2 separate regions of the Mus musculus genome follow, and region 2 is linked to region 1. A link is a contact called in public HiChIP or PLAC-seq data. All regions are on one chromosome and are shown on one strand. The core of a region is the stretch at or near the end of the contact, and the rest is flanking DNA. Distances in the headings are between cores, read along the strand shown. Region 1 has its middle 66 kb from the start of 4732440D04Rik. Region 2 has its middle 59 kb from the start of Gm23274.

What was found. HiChIP or PLAC-seq counts read pairs in DNA pulled down with a chosen protein or histone mark.
Region 2: a contact with region 1 is called in an H3K27ac HiChIP or PLAC-seq map of embryonic stem cells, with 4 times the contacts expected there. The contact joins two enhancer-like sites.

The regions. Positions count from the first base shown.
Region 1 is chr1:6,280,948-6,284,222 of GRCm38.p6, reverse strand. No RefSeq gene overlaps it. Among named protein-coding and RNA genes, the nearest start is that of 4732440D04Rik, 66 kb to the right of the region's middle. Within about 2 kb of position 1,737, at least 19 of the 459 cell types and tissues checked have an H3K27ac peak or open chromatin away from gene starts, as enhancers often do. A contact at or near this core is called in embryonic stem cells, where this site is marked.
Region 2 is chr1:7,205,001-7,208,275 of GRCm38.p6, reverse strand. No RefSeq gene overlaps it. Among named protein-coding and RNA genes, the nearest start is that of Gm23274, 59 kb to the left of the region's middle. Within about 2 kb of position 1,800, at least 98 of the 459 cell types and tissues checked have an H3K27ac peak or open chromatin away from gene starts, as enhancers often do. A contact at or near this core is called in embryonic stem cells, where this site is marked.

The DNA.
Region 1 (3,275 bases), core at 488-2,987:
CTAAATGGTAAATATGTGAAAAAGATAAAATAATTACAAACAAAATCCACCTAACAATAAAGTCTCTAATACATTTGTCAGGACTATGAGTCAAATATGCAAAAAAAAATTCAATGTATTGATCCTCTTTATACGTGTATCTTTTTTTTTTTTGATCTGTGTAAGAAATTTGTTGGTTTTTTTTTTCCTCAAATATACGATGGTATTTTCCTATTTTCTTCTACATGTTTTACTTTTCACATTTACTTCAACAATACATTTCATAAACATTTTTATGTGTTTCAGATAAAGTTTGTGGCTACAGTACATTCAAGGTTGAGAGAAATGGGTTTTAAAAAACAAACTGTATATATTAAAGTTGTTTTCTTTGGAATCCATTTTTAAAGCAATTCTGTTAAGTAGATACCCTGTTCCTTACAGCAGGTTCTGCAAAAGACACTGGAATTTTCTATAGGAAACAAGTCGAGATTTTTCAAGGAAGGTGATGATGAAGTTTGGTAATGGGCACCGATGCTGTGGGATCTCTGATAAGCCTAGCCAAGGTAAAGGATGGGATCCTAATGGGAACTGGAAGTGGCTGACTGCAGGTTCTCGTCAACTCAGCTTCTGTGTGGCCTTCAGTGTGTGTCCTGATCTTTAGACATTAACATCTTTGTGTTTTGTCCTATAATGTGTGAATGGTTTACCGTGTTTGCTCTTACCCAGAATATTCCTTAAAGCAAAATGTTTATTTCTTTCAAGTACAAAGTCTGGTCAGAAAATCAAGTTTCTTGTAAGTGTAGGATTTATCTGAGCAGCTCAAATTATCATGAGAAGCCCATGGAGAAGACATTGTCACTCTGTCATTTTCCATGACTCATGAACCATGTCCTTTACAAGAAATGGTTGTTTTCTTAATCATGAAAATCACTGTCGATTCCAGTAACACCCACTGTGGTTTGCTACTACAGTGAACTTTGTAGGGTTGTTTTATTTTTTTTGTAGGTATTCATGTGTACTTGTGTGTACAAGTGGCATACTTTAATATGAACATGAATATGGATGTTGAAGATACATCACACGTCCTCCTCAGTTGCTTTCCACTTTATTTTTAATCAGGTCTCTTACTGAAGCTGCCTCACTGACTCAGCTAGTCAGGCTGGCAATAAACTTCCGGGATGCTACAGTCTGTGTCCAGCACTGGGATTACAGGTATTTGCTGCTATGCCTGTCTTTGTTGTTGTTGTTGCTGCTGCTGCTGTTGTTTTGTTTTTGTTTTTATTTTTGACATGGGTATTTGAGATCTGAACTCAGTTCCTCATATGTGGCAAACACTGTATCAAGTGAACCATCTCCTCAGCTGTTGTCTCCGGCCAGCAGATCACAGGTCTGGGTTCTAGCCTGGAGAGGCATTCTGGAAACCTGGAAGAGAAGAGGGGCTAGGCGGCGAGATAAAGACGGAACCAAGACAAGGCTCTGCTCAAGGTTCAATTTTACTTCTCCGACACTCCATTATGAAGGAAGCGGAGGGGCCGACTCCCGCCAAATAATCTTGGAGTAAGGTTGCAGGTGAACACGTGATGGCTTCAGAACAGCAAAGCGGCAGGCTCCAGCAGTGGGCGTGGCAGAAGGATTGAGCGGCAAGCTCCACCCCTGAGCAAGCAGGTTTCAGGCTGGGGGAGGGGAGACTACACTCAGCCCCTTTCTTTGTGGGCTTGTCTGTTAATTTTAACAATGGGATCTGAGTACCCTAGGTTGAATTTGAATGTGGTTTTCTACTTGCTTCAGCCTCCAGAGTGCTGTGATCAGAGGTAGATACTCCCACTTCTGGTTTACAGTAATCTTGAATACGTGATCTTCCATCTTGTAGTTATATTTGGGACTCAGTCAGAATAAATGTTTTATATTTCCCTGCACATGAGCACTAAAAAGTCACTTTAATGTCAGGCATTATTTAATGGGAATTTTCTAAATATCATTCTAATATGCTTTTACTGTCAGCATCTGTACTTATAAAATAGAAATGCTATAAGCTGTTAAAAGTGCTCAAAATTCAAGATATGTATAAATAATCTGGGCCACTCCCAATTCCATGTGGATTTATTATATTTAAAAATATGCATGAAGAATATACTCAGAAAGCCAGATAACCTCTCTACCTGGGAAAAAGAAGTGAAAAAAAAAAGTGGATAAGTAACTGGCAAACTGGAGGAGCGGCCTATGGTGGTGCCGCTTCTAAAAGAATGAGCAGCTCAGCCAAGACCAAGGCTTGTCAGAGGCAGAGGGTCCAGAAGAAGGGCCATGAGACAGGTAGAGAAAGATGAAGGTCTCCGTAAGTAGGAGTTGCCAAGGGAGTTCTCCATAAGGACAGATAGCTACAGCAAAGCAAGCCAGGGAGAGACTAAATACCAGTAAGTTGGGGCATGTGGCTGGGAAGTAGTTAGGTAAGCATAGAGGGTTAGAAAAATTAGTCAATTGTGCTTAAAGCTTGTTGAATAAATATTTCAATAGGTCTCAGACTCAATTATTTGGGAGCTAGCCAGGTTAGAAAAAACTTTTAAGCTTCATCCAATATCTACTTTCCAACAGGGATACAGAATTTATTAATATTTTTCATAGCAACCTATTACTTACAAGTGTGGTGTACATTTATAAAAAAATAACAAAATTAATACATGAATACTTACTCATGAGAGTATTCAGAAAACTAAACATATTTGTAGATTGTAATAGCTCTTTCTATAAAAGTGATAAAAGTGATGACTATTTCTTGAATACAACCATGTCCTTTCAATTTATTACATACACAATAATGTTACATGCTGAACCTGAAATATCCTCTGAAGGATCAAATTTTGAACACTTGGGCCCAGATATTTTGGGAGAGTTCTGTACGTAGACTTTGTCAAGTAGAAATGAGCTGAAAGTGGTGAGTTCCTGGAGGAAAGTTCTCAGGGACATGTTATCCCTGCCCCTTTCATGCTTCACTCTGTTTCTTGGTCAGCTTAATATGAACAACTTTACCAACATATTCTTGCTTTTATGATCTGAGTTTCTCCTACCATGAAGACGGGAGTCAAAAGAATTCTGTCAGGCATTCTGTTACTGCATTGCAAAAGGTCAATAAATCCTACCTAGCTCTTGATGTTCTGGCCTAAACACTGTAGCTAGTTTATGACGTAAGATTGTAATGGTCTCAGTAGACAGTGGCTATGCTGACTTTTGTAGCAGTGAGGGGTATGTATGTTTCTAGTCACTACTGGTTAATGTGGAGGTCTGTTGGCAAACCAGGACCT
Region 2 (3,275 bases), core at 551-3,050, 920 kb before region 1:
TTGTGAGTTCTTGGGGGTCCACTATTATCCCGAGACTTGAGTGAGAGTCTCCCTTCAGAGGTCTTTCATTATCATCTTGAACTCATGGGGAATCCTCCTGGTGTCTCTCTCTCCATACAGTCCTCCTCCTGTGGTCCTCTTCCCCTCTTCTTCCTTCCCTCTCCCCCTCTCCCTCTTTCCCTTTTCCGTTATAACCCCCTCTTCCCCTCCCCCTCTCTCCCTCCATGTCTGTCTCTCCCCACCCCCCACCCCCTCCCTAATCTGGAAGTCCCAAATCCCATCCTAGTCACTTCAGCCCAGTTAATTGTCAGACCAACTTTTTATTGACCAATCTGAAGGTGAATGTTTACAATCTGAGAAGAATATTTACAAAACACTGATGCTACATAAAAATAACAATACCAAAGTCTGCCATGTATAGGAATTAGCATTTGCAAGGTTGAAATACAATCTTTACACAGCTTTTTGTCTCCTCCCTCAGGTCAGGGAGGAGACAAGTGATGATCCAGTCTCTGTCCTGGCAGTTATGTCTGTTGTTACAATTTCAGTAGAATCTACATCAGGAACTGCTGCAGCTCCTATGGGGTGAGTTGTATGGTCATAAGCTTTTTCCCAAACACACTGACAGGTTATTTCTTTGAAGCCTGTGAAATGAACCAATTTAAACCTAATTAGATTATATTAAAGGTAGGTTTATTGGGAAGCTGTTCCCTGGCTCCAAAGACCAAGGCCAAAGAAGTCGCCATGGGGAAGAGGAGGAGGGGAGGGAGAGAGAAGGAGAGAAAGAGTGTGAACTCAGAAAAAAGAGAAGAGAGGAGAAAGAGGAGGGAAGAGGGAGGAGGGGAAGAGAAAGGAGGGGGAGGGAGTGCAAGCGCCCTGAATGTCTAGATTTTATAGGGAGGAGCCTCAGAGGAAAGGGCAGCCTAGCCCTTGGGCTGGAAAGTTCTGAGTTGGGGGCAGGGTGTGCTAAGTAGAGGCCGGCCTTGAAGGAAGAACCTGGAGGCCAGGTCTGCTTTGATATGTAAAATATGCACAGCAGTCCTTTGTCCCAGGTTCCTGGAGGAGGAGGAGGAGGAGGAGGAGGAGGAGGAGGAGGAGGAGGAGGGGGAGGAGGAGGAGGAGGAGGAGGAGGTTAATAGAAAGGAGTATATAGAGGACAAAGAAGGTAATGCTATAGGGCAAATTCATCAAAAGAGAACAGGACACAGGAAAGGAACAGACCTATCCACGCCAGTCACTTTCCCAAGGGTTAGAATTGGGGCAAAGGCAGTCTCTCACAAAAATGAGTATGGAAACGACTGAAAGAAGGGGAGCTGCCGTCAGATTCTAAAGGAGACATTGACAAGGAGTTGCAGATAGGGTGGGCAGGGACAGCAGGGACTACAGTGATCCTTTTGAGTGGCAGCCACAGTGAGCCTTTTGAGTGGCAGCAGCAAGAGAGAGAGGAGGAGGTTGTGCAGATTGATGCAATCTGAACAAACTCCCCGAGCAGTCGGAAGGGGTGGGGCTTCGGGACTGAGGAAAGTGGAGAGTGGCAGGAAAGGGCCAAAACAGCAGAGGAGATAGGTGGAAGATTTGTTTGGGTAACTTTGCTAAGGGCGGTTGGAGAGGCAGAACCCACCTTGCTTATCGAGCACCAGAGACTTGGAGAGGAATTCAGGTTTGGAGAGGGAATCGGAAAAGGAAGCAATCTGGTTTCAGAGCTGGCGGTAAAAGCAGGCGGTTGCTGTTAACAACTGAAGGTGGCAGTGGGGCATTTTATAGCAGCAAGGGACCTGACTGGCCATGGTCATGGAGATTGGAAAGAGGGATGTGGGCGTGGCCTGCATTGATAGCTCAAAATGATCTGGCCTGAGAGGTGTGATCTGTAGCTCCAGTGCCTCAGAGGAAGAGAAGTGGCCACACAGTTACTGCTATGCCTGTGGAGGTTTCAAGCCACCGGCGGTGGAGCACAAGGCTTTACTCAGATCGCAGCGCAACACCTGTTGTAGGGCAGGGCTGGCTGTACTGACAGTGCACTCTCACTCACTGTAGGAACAGGGCTAGCCAGAGGTAATTTGCTGTTGAGGATTAGGGTTGGGCGGGGTGCAAAGTGCCCAGCAGTCAGCCACGGTGTTCCTACAGATCTGTGGCAGAAGTTTGAATGGCCCGAAAGCAGAAAGTGCAAGGGGAAAGTTTGGAGCTGTGATTAGAAGCAGGCAAGACTGTCAAGGAGGAGGGGACAGATGGAGGCATAGGACATCTAGGAAAGGGGAAGACAGACAGGTAGAAATGTGGGATGTCTCAAAGAGAGAAAAGAGCTATTTCTCCTTGTTTCTAACCTTATGTCCATAAAAGTGTAAAGGTTTTCATTTTATTTGGTTCTTAGGGAGTATGAGAGTTATTTCCAAGTGATAAGATAGATACATCAGTAATTTTGAGTGTGTGTTGGAGTTTTCAAATGGAAAGAATAGATTCCCTATACTAATAGTGACCTTGGGCCAGGCTCCTAGTAATAGACAATGCAGAGCCTGAACCAACTGTCTTCTGTAAACAGGCTAGACTCCTACTGGTAGGACTGGGACAGTAACCCAGCCCTAAAATCTATGACCCACTCCTTCCCCGCCTGCAAGATGCACTGAAACAATGGTGAAGCAGGGCTTTTGGATGTGCCCAGCCAATGACGACTGGTCAACACCACAAGAGGTAACCCATGCCTCACAGTATCTGGATAGCCTGGAACCAGAAGCTGGATAGCACAGAGACTAAAGATAGAATCAAACGCAACTGACAAAAGAAAAATAAAATTCCTAATGATATTTTGCTATACTTAGCCTAGCCCAAACATCATCAGAGAGAGTTAATCCAGCAACTGATATAAGCAAATGTAGGGACCCATAGCCAAACATTAGGCAGAGCTCAGGGAACACAGCAGAAGGGGGTGGAGATGGGGGTGGGGTTGTATGAGCCAGAGAGGAAAAGGACACCAAAAGAACACACTTCCTACGTAATCAATTAAGTGGATTGCCTTGTCCAGCCTTGAGATAAGGATTTGTGCCAAGTTTTATTTGAACTTGTTATGTCATGATCAGTTGATATCCTTGGGATGCCTGTTCTTTTCTGAAGGGAAATGGAAGAGGAATGGATCTGAGGGAGAGAGAATGAGGACAGAGGGGATTGGGAGGAATGGACAGGGAAGAAAGTTTAGTTACGATGTAATGTATAAGAGAAGAATGAATATTTTAAAAGGGCAGAAAAGAAAGCAGGCTGAGTAAGCCATGATAAGCAAGCCAATA